4 separate regions of the Sus scrofa genome follow, and all the other regions are linked to region 3. A link is a contact called in public Hi-C data. All regions are on one chromosome and are shown on one strand. Each heading gives the region's core, a stretch centred on a gene start, on an enhancer-like site or on the middle of the called end of the contact. The rest is flanking DNA. Distances are from core to core; before and after follow the strand shown.

The links. A called contact is a pair of places that touch in the nucleus more often than the background predicts.
Region 1: a Hi-C map of liver shows a contact between it and region 3, with 2.9 times the contacts expected there. The contact joins two enhancer-like sites. A contact is called at or near these places in 1 of 47 Hi-C or Micro-C datasets (liver) and 2 of 2 datasets of contacts at active chromatin or transcription factors (alveolar macrophages and skeletal muscle).
Region 2: a Hi-C map of liver shows a contact between it and region 3, with 2.8 times the contacts expected there. The contact joins two enhancer-like sites. A contact is called at or near these places in 12 of 47 Hi-C or Micro-C datasets (alveolar macrophages, embryonic fibroblasts, epiblast stem cells and 8 more) and 2 of 2 datasets of contacts at active chromatin or transcription factors (alveolar macrophages and skeletal muscle).
Region 4: a Hi-C map of retroperitoneal adipose tissue shows a contact between it and region 3, with 1.7 times the contacts expected there. The contact joins two enhancer-like sites. A contact is called at or near these places in 2 of 47 Hi-C or Micro-C datasets (embryonic fibroblasts and retroperitoneal adipose tissue) and 1 of 2 datasets of contacts at active chromatin or transcription factors (alveolar macrophages).

Annotation. Positions count from the first base shown.
Region 1 is chr7:4,662,136-4,665,701 of Sscrofa11.1, reverse strand. It overlaps SSR1 (signal sequence receptor, alpha), which reads left to right. Exons shown (of 9, transcript NM_001185167.1): 9 at 279-2,753. The coding sequence ends at 346. Among named protein-coding and RNA genes, the nearest start is that of SSR1, 22 kb to the left of the region's middle. Within about 2 kb of position 1,366, at least 2 of the 83 cell types and tissues checked have an H3K27ac peak or open chromatin away from gene starts, as enhancers often do. A contact at or near this core is called in liver, where this site is marked.
Region 2 is chr7:4,628,082-4,631,334 of Sscrofa11.1, reverse strand. RREB1 (ras-responsive element-binding protein 1) reads right to left here. Exons shown (of 16, transcript XM_005665552.3): 13 at 1,176-1,340. Among named protein-coding and RNA genes, the nearest start is that of SSR1, 56 kb to the left of the region's middle. Within about 2 kb of position 1,839, at least 15 of the 83 cell types and tissues checked have an H3K27ac peak or open chromatin away from gene starts, as enhancers often do. A contact at or near this core is called in liver, retroperitoneal adipose tissue and subcutaneous adipose tissue, where this site is marked.
Region 3 is chr7:4,176,281-4,179,885 of Sscrofa11.1, reverse strand. No RefSeq gene overlaps it. Among named protein-coding and RNA genes, the nearest start is that of LY86, 70 kb to the right of the region's middle. Within about 2 kb of position 1,250, at least 39 of the 83 cell types and tissues checked have an H3K27ac peak or open chromatin away from gene starts, as enhancers often do. A contact at or near this core is called in alveolar macrophages, liver, retroperitoneal adipose tissue and 1 more, where this site is marked.
Region 4 is chr7:4,462,166-4,465,642 of Sscrofa11.1, reverse strand. No RefSeq gene overlaps it. Among named protein-coding and RNA genes, the nearest start is that of RREB1, 48 kb to the left of the region's middle. Within about 2 kb of position 1,327, at least 63 of the 83 cell types and tissues checked have an H3K27ac peak or open chromatin away from gene starts, as enhancers often do. A contact at or near this core is called in alveolar macrophages and retroperitoneal adipose tissue, where this site is marked.

The DNA of each region.
Region 1 (3,566 bases), core at 117-2,616, 490 kb before region 3:
TTACCATCTGTCACCATACAAACTTAACCAAAACATTTTTTTTTCTTGTTTTTAAGTTTATTTAGCAACCTTGCAGTATGTAAAGTTTCATTTTGAGTTCTCTCTTGAAGGACTGTTTATAGCTTAAAAAAACCTGTGCTGGGTCAGAGACATTTATTATTAGATGATCTCTCTCGTGTGTGTGTGTTCGGTTTTTGAACCTCGTGGTAAAGTTGGAGGAAATGCTTTTGAATTGAACACGTATAACAGACAAATTAAAACGTTGTCTTTTCTTCCAGATAAAGCTTCACCGAGAAGGTTGCCCAGGAAACGGGCACAGAAGAGATCCGTGGGATCTGATGAGTAAATGTTCTTTGTGCAACAATTTGGTCTTTACTTAACCTGCCCTAATGTGTTTCGGCCTGATGGGAATTAGTGCAGAGAAGCCATATCACCATAGACGGCAACTGCTGCTTATGTGTGGACTGAGCAATCAGAGTCTGTGGCGATAATATTGTGGAAAATGCACTGCATTTTTATTTTTCTAAAGTAACAAATGTGGTTTTTTTTAAACCATTAAACTGTGTGTGTGCGTGTGCATGTGTGTGAGCAGCGGGTCTCGCGGCGCCCCGTTGGGCGGCCCGGGCGCCTTGAGAATGCTGAGCACCACGCTCTGGTCTCTGGTCCTTCGGACGCTTCCCGACCGTCTCCCCCCAGGCCCCCTGGTTGCCCAGTGTGATGGCAGGTGTCCTCCCAGACTGGCTCAAAGAGAACAGTGCTTCTTCCTTAGAATAGCTCAAATCCCAACGGCGGGCACAATTAGCATACTGCTGCTGTTTTACAACCAGCATCTAAAGGCACAGACAGGAATAGCTGCTTCTTAGCAATGAAGTTGTCTGGGTCTTTGCGGCTGTTGCTAGAATACGCACCTTCGGAGGACTTCCCCCTGAGTTCCAGCAACTTGACAGTTCCGGTTTGGACATGTAAAACCAGCCCCGCGCTCTCTGAAAAAAAATGGTACATTTGTAGACTCTGAGTCGTTGTCCATTGTTCTTTCGGACCCGAGGGGTAGCTCCAGAGCGACTGTAAGACCAGCCTGGTTTTCTAAGAGATCATGTTTCGCCTTCAGAGAAGCATCTTGCTTAAGAAGAGGTGCCTTGGGGTCTACAGACTAAGCACAATTCCAGCAGGGCCTGATCTGTTAAAGAGTTGGGTCATTTCTGGTGGTTAACTCATTGTTTTTATCTGACCTTTTGGGTTTGGGGTTGTTGGTTTTCGGTGGTGTTAACCTGAAAGATTGCAAAATTTTAAGCACTGAAGGTCTCAGAACCGAACCGAGCTGGACTTCGTCACTCTGCTCTCGGTGACCCTTGCCCTAGGCAGCGCGTTAGGTTGGCCTCGTTGTCAGACTGCGAAAGTCGTGGCGTAAACGACACGAACAAATGAGAGGCCTTCTCCCTCTGTCCTTAAGCCGTAGTCTCTCACATGTGCTGTGTAAGGAAGTGATGGTAAATGGACTTTCAGTGGCTACTCAGCTCCTGGCCTGTCTTCATCGTGATGACCTGACCCTGCTTTGTTATGATCCCCACCTGCACCCGCGCCCACACACACACACACACAGAACACACACGTGAAACAGCTTCCCAGGTTGTTTGCAGTATTTAAACATCAGAGCCAAAGCCAGCGACAATAAAGCAGAAGTCATTGTATAGCTGTCAACCGCTTTGCAAGTAGGGGCTGAGGTGTTAAATGAACTCTCTTGGCAGCGCTGAGCTATAAACTTTCTATACTTGTAATGTAAAGTCTTTGAGTTTTTAATTGGGCTGTATGATCAGTCGTTTATTGTGGAAAAGCTCTGTGAGCTCCAAGGAACGGCCTGGTTTTTGCTTGATGTACTCTCAGACCCTCCACCTTCTCAAGGAATCTCTCTCCAAACATTTCTGTGAGTGTCCAGGTTCGTGAAGGTACTGGGGTGTGATGGAGCGAGGTGGGGCTCGGCACATTCACCCGACCTCTGCAGAGTGTCACGGGCTCTGTGGCGAGGCCATGCCGAGTGAGGGCACCAGCCTTCCCGCTGCTGAGCCACCTGCCTTCTGCAGGGGCCCTTCCTTTTCGGGGGGCGGGGGGGGCGGTGACGTTAGCACCTCGGCGGTTGTGTGTCACGTTGTGTTTTTAGCAGAGATTGGGAACACTGGAGAACTCTTAATTCCTCAGCTCTCAGGGCCTCTGTGCTCTCAGTGTTCCCAGAAACTCCATAATGAATGGAATTCACTTCCACACATGGTTTGTTCAAGCACACTTAATAAGTAGCCTGTTTTTTTAAATGTTTTTAAAATGTAAATATTTGGATGAAGTTTTTGTTTCTGATATATTAATTTGCTACACCAGTCATGGTTTCAGAATTCACCTTTTGAACAGCCTGGTTCCAGAGTCAGTAAAACAAACCAAGGATCTGGAGTATCGAGCCTGTCCCTGGGGTGTGCGGCAGGAAGGACGTGTCCATAAAGCACGGCTCTCACCTTGGTTGTGCAGCTGCATCGTTCATTTCACGGTCTTAGCGTAGCGACTTGCTGTAGGACTGTCCCTGTCCCTTTGCAGTGGGGGAAGGGACAAGGGGCCTCCATGGTAGAAGCCTGAGGGGGGTAAAAAATCAGAATGAAGGAACATTGGCTTTAGTGTCGTTTTTAATTTTAAATAATTTTCAGAAAATAGGACTTTAATAGGAAGAAAGGGCAAATTTAGATCTTAAAAAAAAAAAAAAAATTAGGAGTTCCCGTCGTGGCTCAGTGGTTAATGAATCCGACTAGGAACCACGAGGTTTCTGGTTCGATCCCTGGCCTCGCTCAGTGGGTTAAGGATCCGGCGTGAGCTGTGGTGTAGGTCGCAGACGCGGCTCGGATCTGGCATGGCTGTGGCTCTGGTGTAGGTCGGTGGCTACAGCTCCGATGAGACCCCTATGCCACGCGTGTGGCCCTATGAAAGACAAAAAGACAAAAAAAATTTTTTAAAGCCAGGCTTAAAGGTGAATTGGCAGTGCAGGAGCCAGGAGTCGAGAGTCTGGGCTCTGTGGGGAGGAAGAGGTGGGGACGTGGGACCGTCCCTTCGTGGCTGTGGTCCTGGAGGCGCGGCAGTAGCTGAGCGAGCGGTTCATGAGGCTCGCGCACCGTCATCTCTCGCGGTGCACTCGCCTCCGTGCTCTCGGTGCGAAGGAAAATGGATTTGGTGTCATCTTTTAGCCCGTGAACTTGGCAGTACACCTCATTTCTGTGAGATTTTGGTAAACTGATGTCACTTCCAGATACACTTGAAGTAATTTATTACCGTTTTGGACGGCATCGTTTATAGCTGTAAAATCAATACATTTGCTCTAAGTTTATTAGATAAAATCCCACTTTCCTTGGAACTAGTTTCTCCAGCTTAGTGAAGAGCAACCTGATCTATAACCAGGACGCTGGTTGTCAGAAAGGAACGCAGGTTTGTGGTCAAGCTGATCTGTGTCCGTAAGAGCAGCCTTAGAAGATAATGGGGGGAGAACAAAACCCGGGACCTGGCTTGCAAACGTCTAAATAATGTAAGACTCTTAAGGT
Region 2 (3,253 bases), core at 590-3,089, 450 kb before region 3:
TGTCCCCACCTTCGGGACCAGGATGGGACCGTCACTCAGCTGCTTTCTGAAGGTGGGCTGGGAGAAAGGGGGCCAGACACAGGGGGCTGTCTGAGACCAAGGTGGGCAGTGCCAGCCTCCTGCCACTCTTCTGGAGTTGAAGAGCAAGTCACCCTGTGACCTCAGGCCCAAGGGCACCCAAGTCACAGTAAGACCTTTCTCTCCTCAAGGATCCTGGCCAGTCATGTGAATCGGGTAGCTGGAGGGGGGAGGCGGCAGAATGGCCCCCACTTCCAAACCCTAAGAGGGTCTGACGGCCCCAAGTGTGACCCCTCCCCCCGCTCCCGTCCACACTGACGCAGTGCAGGAGGAGACCCCCAGACAGCACAGCACCCCACCCTGTCCAATCTCAAGGACTCAGTCACAACCCTAGAAAAATACATTTTTGGGGACTCGCCTCAGCTTCAAAACATGGGGACGTGTCCAAACTTTCAAGATTTGCCAAACTGAACCTGTACCTGCAACAGTCACTCAGCAGAGGCCAGACAGCCCTGTGTCCGAGAAACCCGCAGCAGCCGGTGTTTGGTTTGTTTGTTTTGGGGGGTAGGGGACACAAGACCCCAGCAGCCGGAGATAATGGCATATACTGAACAGAGCACGTGAGTAAATACAGAAGCTGTAAGGGAAGAAAAGGTGGCAGGAGACGCATGGGCAGCCGTTAATTGCTCTGGAGGGGCTGGAGGAAGGAAGCACAGATCAGCACATGAGAATAATACCCGGATTCAGGTCAAGCAGAGATGTGATTAAAGAAAGGACATGCAGAGTGCTTTTTCAAACACGACCAAGTTTTTTACTGGGAAGAGAGTTACTGAAAAGGAGAATACCGCCCCTGCCCCGCCTCCCTGCGGCGGGCTGGGCATCACTAGCTCCTGCAGCACCCTGAGGTCTGAGCGGGCCCACCCCTGCGCTGGAGGGGGCGGCCAGCAGGGCTGGCTTTCAGAAAACACCAGGCGAGGGGGCTCACAGCCCTTGCGAAGTGCTCCTGCGAAGCGCTATTCTGCAGGCCTGCCTGTGCGGCCCACGCCAGGGGCCAGCAGCCACAATGGGCACAGGCTGGGGCTGGGGGCAGACCTTCTCTGGCAGCGCACCTGCGGCGCCTCCTCTGGCCCTGTCTCTGCATCACCTGGAAGCACTACCTGTGCTATCATGGGCTCCAACATCACTCTCTTTGGACTGGGGGATAAGCCCGTTTCTTCTCAGGGAACAGGCCGTAACTCCGTGTTTGCGCAACTGGTGGCGTTCACAGTTAGATTTGGTGGAAAAGAAGGCACCGCATTTTTGACAAGGGAAGGGTTTCTGACCTGAAGCAGGAAAAAAAATACATATTTATCTGGCTTTCTATTGCAACGATTCCTTCTCCTGAGGTTACTGGCATTTGCTTTCCCCCATCCTCCACCCTTTCTTTCAAGAAAATAAATCAAACACATTAAAAAATACACTGAGAACATCGACAACTCCAGTGGTCACCTTCCCCTGCTCTGAGCGGGCAAAATAAAGGTTTTGTCCTCAAAATACTAAAAGTCAGCAATGAAAGCAAGATACATATAAGTAAAATAACAGTGTTACAATTAAAAACCTCACACAACAACAACAACAACGAAAGTGAGAGAAGGGATTTCAGCACAGCCGAGAGGAGGCCTGACGAGGTCACTTCCGGCCTGGCAAGTGCCAGGGACATGGGGCGAGGGGGAACGCCCGGGCCTCCTGGAGGAATCCTGAGGCCCCCGGATGTCTCGGAGGCTGGTCCCCTTCCTGACCTTGTGGGTCTGGCCCTCCCACCTGCACCGGAAGCGCTGAGTTCTGACTTCCCAGGATGCCTCCCGTCTGACCTCTGCCCAAGGTCACCGTGGTCCTTGCTGGCAGACAGGGGACAAAGGTTCTCTGTCTCTTTGCTTTCTACGCTCCTGCTGGCGGCGGATCAGTGACCAACCAGTCCCTGAGTCTAATCAGAGACCACGTGCTCCAGTCGGCAACCCGCATGTGCAGCTACGTCACCGAGTGCCCCCCAACGCCACCGACCCCAAGGACGGGCAACCTGCCAGCCTCTCCCCGGTCGACACCCACCCTGGCCTCTCCTCTCCTTCTGTCTGGATTCCTGTCGCAGGCTCCTCAGCCCTGGCCCCGTGTCTGCAAGGATGGACGAGGGGGCAAAGGAATGGCAGAGTGCGGACAGAGCAGGGAAGGAGAGGGGGCGGCTGGGAGAGGGAGTGTGCGGGCTGCAGGACAGAGGTGTGCTTTCTACGGCCTCGCTGATTCTTCAGTTCTCCCCCAACGGCCACATGCCGGGGTCCCAGGTTCTGACTTGGCAGGGAAAGGGTTCCGTGTACCCACGAGCAGGACGCGGAGCTGCAGCCAGCACTGCTGTCCCTTGGACCCCAGGGCTCCGCAATGGCACACACACAAGACCTGGCAGGGAAGTCAACAAGCACGGCTCCCTCAAAACACTGAACGGGGCCTGAGGCCTTCTGTTTAGACTGAGGTGAGCCATCAAGGGACCCTAGAACCAGAGCAGGCGCACAAGCCCAGGCACAGATGGCACGGGCCAGGCATCTGGGGTTCGCAGGAGAGGAAGCACTGCTGGCCACACAACTCCGGGGGCGCCGCTCACCTGCAGCACATCGTGTGCAACCTCTGCCTGAGTCCCCGCACCCCAGTAACCAGAGAAAGGGGCCATGTGCTCCCTCCTGAGTGGTGGTCACCAGAGGAGCTTTCTAAGAACACCGGTGTCCGGGACCATGAAAAACCAGGGAAGCAGACTCGGACACCCGGCCTGGGCACCTCTAGGGGGCTCCACGTGGGCTGAGGGGGGAAGGGGAGAAGCCCAGTCCCCCGTGTTTCCTGCTAACTTTATGAACACGCCCTCATCAAAGAAAAAAAAAATCATGCCTTTTGGGTAAGCATTTTAATGTTCTTTGTGCACCTTCACGTTATTTCTCGCTTTCCACCAAAAGTTGAGCAGAACACTTAATAGTTATTTAGGCTCTGGAGTCCCTGCTGTGGTGCAAAGGGATCAGCAGCGTCTCTGGAACGCTGGGACGCGGGTTCAATCCCCAGCCCCAGGCAGTGGGTTAAGGGCCTGCTGTTGCCACGGCTGCGGTGCAGGTTGTGACTGTGGCTTGGATCTGATCCCTGGCCTGGGCACTCCATACGCCATGGGGCAGCCAGAAAAGAAAAAAGCAAAAAAAAAAAAAAAAAAAAAAAAAAGACTCAGGCT
Region 3 (3,605 bases), core at 1-2,500:
TCTCACACTGACTAACTCGTGCTTAGGGACACGCACGACCTTAAGCAACCTTGATTGTACCCTGCGGACTTATTTATTAATCTATTTAAACAGAAAAACTTAATGTTATCATTGGCGTTGCAGGTGTATTTATTTATACTATCTTTCCTTTTGGAAAAACACTGTGATCATGTAACCTGTCACCTTTAAGGGACTCCCCACAGGCTCACAGGGGGGAGTACAGGTTGTATCTGGGCACGAGGAAGAGTTAATCTATTCTGGCTTGAAGCGCAGTGGAGTTTGGTTTTGTCCCAGGTTTGGCGGTAACAAATGCCTTCCAGAAAACAGACTCTTCGTTTTGGTGCCATATTCTTTCAGTCCTGGCACAGCCATGGAGCCACTGTGTCTAGGCTGGTTGACGTTCCCAGGCCAGGGGGAGATGGCATTTTCTTTTCCTTTTGTGGCTGCACCTGCCACATATGGAGGTTCCCAAGCTAGGGGTCGAGTTGGAGCTACAGCTGCCGGCCTACACCACAGCCACAGCAACGCCAGATCTGGGCTGTGTCTTTGACCTATGCCAGAGCTCACGGCAACGCCGGATCCTTAACCCACTGAGCGAGGCCAGGGAGCGAGCCTGCACCCTCACGGATACTGGTCAGGTTCTTAACCCACTGAGCCACGACAGGAACTCTAAAATGGCATTTTTAAGAAAGCAGAACGCAGATGCCTCCTGGTTTATGGACACCTGCCCCCACCTAAAACCAGCCCGCATCTGGGGTTCGGCGTCTGTGGGCCTTTTGCACAAACACACCTCCCCCTCCAAGCTTAAGCCCAGATGCTCAGGGGCCCCTGGTGGGGGGGGGGAGCCCAGAGCTTCCTCCCAAGTGCATGCTCCCCCACTGCTGAGCTCACAGCCACTGTCCCCACCCCCACCCAGGGGGTCTTGAAGGAGGAAGGTTTCACGCTTTGCAGCTGGGTGGCTCCCCTGTGTCAAACCTTTGAATGGTGTCCCCCTGCCTTCGAGGGAAATCAAAATCCTAAGTGGCTCCCCAAATCCGGCCTGGCCTCTGTGTGCCCCCCCAGCTCCCTCTCCATTCCCCCGCCCATCTTGTCACTCCCCCCACCCCAAATCTGACCTCAGTCCAGTCTCCCCCTTCCCCCAACGTGTCAGGCTTTTCCCTGGATCCCTGGTCTCTGCGCAAAATGCCCAGAGTGGGTTTGACTGGCTTTCAGGGAGTCCTGCGAACGTACTGTCCAAACTTCCTTGTTTTGATGGGAAAACACATTCCAGACCAACTTTCCAAACCACATCCGGGGCTGAGGGAGCCGTGAGCCAGGGCCTCCCAGGCTCTGTCACACGAACCCAGTTACACTGGGAGAGTCTGGGCCTGGCGGTTGCCTCCTGCCTCCTGCCTCCTGGGAGACCCTCTTGCAGAGCTTTGGAAGCTCAGACACAGAAGGCTGACCCATCTGGTGCCCCCGTTCAGTCAGGAAGGCATTTGGAATCGATCTGGGCAAAGGCTGAGCTCCAGGGCAGCTGTAAATAGTGCAGATTCTCCCCAGAAGCTGCGAGAAGAGCAAGCAGGCCCCGCAGCAGCCGCCAGGGTCGCCTGGGGCCGGAGCCGGCTCCTGCTCAGGGGCCAGCAGGTGGGAAGTGGTGTTTATGGCAGTGGCTTTTCCTCCAGTGGCTCCTATGAGTTCCCACCTTCTCTCGAACCTTGCAGGAGACCTTTCCTTTCCTGGCTTCCAGTGCGTGCTAGAGCTGAGGCTCGGTCTCCGAGTCGGAAGCCATAGAGGCAAGCATCTCCAGTCACTCATCCCACTCAGCAGGTGACTCTTTTTGGCTGCAGGGGAAGCAGCGGCCTGCTGGGGTAAGCCCTGGATGGTGGACCAGAGTCAAGGGCATCCCAGGTGTACAGACTCCCGGGGGGCGGGGACTGCACCCCCGCTGGACACTCTGGACCATTTTCAGGCAGATGGAAAAGAGAAAACCTCCAGGGGCATCTTGCTGGAAGCAAAGATGTGGCTCTAGGCAGACCTGGTGGGTGTGTGTAGGATGGAGGAGGAGCCGCGTGTGTGTGTGTGTGTGTGTGTGTGTGTGTGCTGGTTCTTTACAGAACCATGGGTGTGACAAGCCCAGGACTCGCTCAGCCTCTGCTGGTGAGTTTTCTCTGTTGTGTGGCCACTCCCTGGGCTGAGTGTCTGTAACCAGTTTCCCAAACGCTCAAGCCCTGTCCTAGGGACTTAACTGTCTGACCTCATTTCTCAGCCCTGGCCCCGCCCACGGTCCGGACTTTGCCCCTGCTTAACACCCCAGGAAACAGAGGCTTATGCTGCTTCTCCGAATCCTCAGGCCAGGTCCCTCTGTTGCCACAGCCCACGAGATCTTCCGCCGTCTTTTGTCTGGGCAGGGACTTGACGGAGCTGGGGGCCGTGTCCCCTGCAAGCCTGCAGTGGATGGAGGAGCCTAAGGGCCATTTCTGTTCTTCTCAATATGTTTTGAGCCACACAGTGAAAGTGGCTGGAGGCTGGGGTTTGGGGACGGGGGGGGACTCCTCTATCTTCTTTCCAGGATCACGTCCACATTCCGTCCGTCTGTGCTCTCACCCCGACTACAGTCTTTGACCCTTGGGGTCAGGTCTGGACTCTAAACAGCTTCCGCAAGCCTCCAGAGCCTACCGCTGTCTGAGCAGGGCCCTAGTCCTGTCTCTGAGAAGGTGGCAAAAATCCATTTCAATCAAACACATCCTGGGAAAGCCCATCAGACCTGTGCTTGCAAGAGGAAGACACGTGGGCATTGCTGCTGGAAAAAACCTTGTCTGAGTGGCTCAGGGCTCGGCCACAGCGCTGCTCCCTCAACCCCACCGCCTCCCAGCTTCTTGTTATTTCCTGCGGAATCCTCCAGCATGCTCAGGCTTCCTGGAGCTGGGATCCGTCTGGCAGCCCCGCTGAGTCCTTCCCCCGACCCCCAGGGCCCATCTGATAAGATAGGGGGCTTCAGTGTGTGTGGGGGGGCGGTGCTTACTCTGCTCCCCCAATGCACAGCTGCCTCCTGCTGCTGGGATGCTACTGACAGAGGGTCTGGCTGTAACGAAGAGAGTCTGACAACTTGTGAGGCACAAACATTCTTTATCTGCAGGATGAGGTTAGTTTCTGTTTGGGGCTGGTGTTTGTGTAAGTAGGAAATCGCTCTCCTAAGAATCAGATTAGGTCCAGGAAGCATCCGCTGGGCAATGAGAAGCTGATGGAGGCCGAGCGTCAGGGTTTTCTCAGTGGTCACGACTGCCACCTCCTGGCTGAGCTTGGGAACTACACACTCTGGACTTCCTGGAAAAAAAGAACTAAGATTCCCTCTTTATGAACTGTGTGTGGTGCAAAAGCCAAACCAGAGGAATAGTCTTTAGAGTATTTATTTATATATTTCACATTAGCAACAATGGTAAAGCAGACACAGAATGAGTAAAATAATGTATGATGAATAAAAACGCAGTAGCCTGTTCTTCCTTGAGACCGTAAGGGAAAGAATTTGTCCGAACAATTTATTGTAACTTCTGGCTCAGTTTCTAAACCTGCCTACTCTCTATACCTGAGTTCTTAGCAAATTTAGATTAATCTACCCATCACTT
Region 4 (3,477 bases), core at 78-2,577, 290 kb before region 3:
CCCGCCCCCACCCCGGCTTCCCCTGCGCGGCCCCTCCCCCGTCACATGGGCTCGCGAGCACCTGTTGGCGACCTCAGCCCCTGGCGGAGCCCCTCCCGCCTCCCGGGCGAAAGCCCCAGCGGGAGGGGATGGGACCCCTGCCCGCGTGTCGCTCTGCACACCCCGCTTCGCCAGGCAGGGCGCGGGGGCCGGTGGGCGACCCCTGCCCAGCTGCTCGGCTTTGCAAACTGCAAAAGCGCCGCGGCCGCGAGGCGACCGGGCGGAGGGGATCCTGCCCCCACCCCAACCCCGCTCCCCCGCCTCCCCCGGGCGGCACGGGGAGGTGGGGTGCGCCCGCCCCCTGCCCGACTCCGCTGGAAACCTGGGCTCCTCGCGGGCGCCGGGAGGGGCTGCTGCCGAGTCCGGGCCGGGGCGGCGGGGGCGAGGGCAGGTAGCGGGTGAGGACGGGCGGGGTGTGTGTTCCGAGCCGCCGAGTCCAGGAAGGGGGCGGGAAGCTGCCGTCTCAGCTGCAACTTCTGAGCGAGCAAAGCAACTCAGCAACTTTGCCTGCGCCGCGCCCCTCCCCCGCGCCGCCGGCCGGGCCGGGGGCTGCGCTGCGCCTGGGGCCCCGGCGCCGGGCCCGGCGGGGAGCGGACCGGGTGCGGGCGAGCGGGCTGGGGCAGGCCGCCCGGGGCGTGGGGGAGGGCTTGGGGGCGCCTCTACGCGCCCCGCGGCTGGGGAGCGCCGCCCGGGTCCCCGCGCCGGGCACGCCCCCCGCCGCCCCCACCGGGCCGGCCGCGCCCGCCGCCCGGCTCCGCGCGGGGAAGGGGGCGGAGGATGGCGGCGGAGCCATGGAAACTGCCGGGTGGATAGAGAAGGAGAGGGCCGCGCGGGCCATCCCGGGCTGCCCGCGTCGCAGCGGCTGCGGATGCGGCGTCCCGGGGAGCGCGGCCGAGCTCGCACAAGTGTCCCTCCGGCCCCGAGGGAGGCCGGCGGTGGAGAGCGGCCCCGGGAGGGGTGGGGGGCGGAGGCGAGGGTGATGGTGACCCGGGCCTCCCGGGGTCAGTGGCCGTTCGTTCCGGTCCCGAGGACCGGCTCGAGGCCCTGCGGGGTCCTGCCAGCCCGAAGGCCAGGGGAAAGCCCCAGATGTGCGTCCAGAGAGCCTTTCAGAGGGGCCAAACCTGCGCATGCGGGGCAGGTGGGGCGCCTGGGCCAGCCTGGGGTGGGACACGCGGGCCCCAAAGCCCTGCGGGCTGACTTGGCCGGGCCCTCGCAGTTATGCACCGGGAGCCTGCCGAGCCCGGCCTTCGGCCGCACCCATTCTCTGGAAGCTGATCTGGGAACCCTGCAACCTCCCCCACCGACACTCACAGACTTCATCTGACTCACTGTGGAGTTACTGATGCTTTACGCCCAAGCCTGTTGCTTGGAAAGTGCTAGGGATTTTAATGGTGGCGTTATGAAATTGAGTCACTTCTGGGTGTGGGGCTCTTGAGAGGCAAAGGGGTTGTTTCAAGTGAAAGTTATACTACCTACTACCGGCGTGGAGCAGGCTGTTAACCGGCTGAATGATTTAATTGCGTGACATCTTCGTTTAAAGAGATTTGCATGCTCACTGAGGACAGCTGGACAGTTAGGCGATGATGTAGACCTGGAACTTACTTTTTTAAAAAGGTGACTTTTTGGTGTTTTGCACCCCAAAACGAGTGACCGGTACAGTGGTCCCTTGTTACCATGGAGATTGGTTCCAGGAACTCCAGGCAGATACCAAAATCCAGGGACGCTGGAGACTCCTATTACATGGTGTAGTGTTGCCATATGGCCTGTGCGCATCTCCCCTGTCCTTTAAATCAGCTCTAGGCTACTTACAACACCCAATGGAACACGAATAAGTGTAAACACATTAACTGCTTTATAGAGAGTTGCTGGCCTTTAGCAAATGAAAGTTTTAAAACTTTCCAGAATCTTTTTCAAATCTTTTTTATTCAAGCTTGGTTGAATCTGCAGGTTACAGGAAGGGCCAACTACGTATTTCTTTCTTTCTTTTTTTTTTTTTTGTCTTTTCTAGGGCCGCACCCGCGGCATATGGAGGTTCCCAGGCTAGGGGTCGAATCGGAGCTGTAGCTGCCGGGCTGCACCACAGCCACAGCAACGCCAGATCCACTCATGTCTGTGACCCACACCACAGCTCAGGGCAACGCCGGATCGTTAACCCACTGAGCAAGGGCAGGGACCGAACCGGCAACCTCATGGTTCCTCGTCGGATTCGTTTCCGCTGCGCCACAATGGGAACTCCTCTTCTCTCTCTTTTTTTTTTTTTTTTTGGCTCTTTAGGGCCACACCTGTGGCACATGGAAGTTCCCAGGCTAGGGGTCAAATCCAAGATGTAGCTGCCTGCCTACACCACAGCCACAGCATCGCCAGATCGGAGCTGAGTCTGCCCCCTATACCGAAGCTCTTGGCAATGCTGGATTGTTAACCCATGGAGCCAGGAGAGGGATCGAACCCGCATCCTCAAGGATACTAGTCGGATTTGTTTCCTCTGCGCCACAACAGGAACTCCCTGTATTTCTTTTTTTAACTTCAAAAGTTCTTTAGGCGTGGTGATGATCATAGGTGATGTTTGAAAAACAGTCCTGCGGTCATACACTACATTTCACTGACTCCAAGATGCGTGTATTTCCCCATCTCTAATGTCTTATTTGATGGCATCCTTGAGCCCTAGTTTAATTGGCAGCGTTTTTCTTAGGGGGACATGAAATAAGGAAGTTGGAGAGATGCTGAGTTAAGTTTATTTCGTTATACCACAAAGACATGCAACACATAGCTTTATAGCAAGGCCTTCCAGAGTGTTCTGTGTGCTAAGGTGGTTGCGAATCACCAAGACTAGGTTATGCAGACTTGCCTAAAGGCATCTGTCCAGTCCGGCTTTGTGAGCATTGTGACGGAATTACCACCGTTCCTTTCAGGAACTGCTGCTCTAAGAGTTGTCCCGGATTTGAATACAGTGGAGGGAAATGCACTTCGAAATTGTGCCTGAGTAGAATCAGGAATCTTCAAATGATAAGCTGAATTTAGTTGTCACGACGAAAAAGAGCCCGTTTGAGGAAATAAATCTTTGTAGGCAGAACAGTTCTCATTCAGCTGTAGTAGAAACTGAATCAGGGCCATCTTTAGGGAACTAATTCAGTGAACATTTAATTCATCAGAAAATTCATGTATCTGAACATACAGTTGCTGTTACACTACTTCCTGCATTTTTCTGATTTGTAGACGTTAACAAAAATGCGTTATTTAAATTAGACTGGCACGAAGCTACTAATCAATTTCTCCAAAAAATTCCCCCCCCAAATCATTATGGAAAAAAATTAAAAATAGTGGTGAATACACGAAAGTATACTTTTAATTGTTTTACAAAAGAAGACAAGGGGTCCTGTTATGGCTCAGTGGGTTAGGAACCTGACTAGTATCCATGAGGACACGGGTTTGATTCCTGGC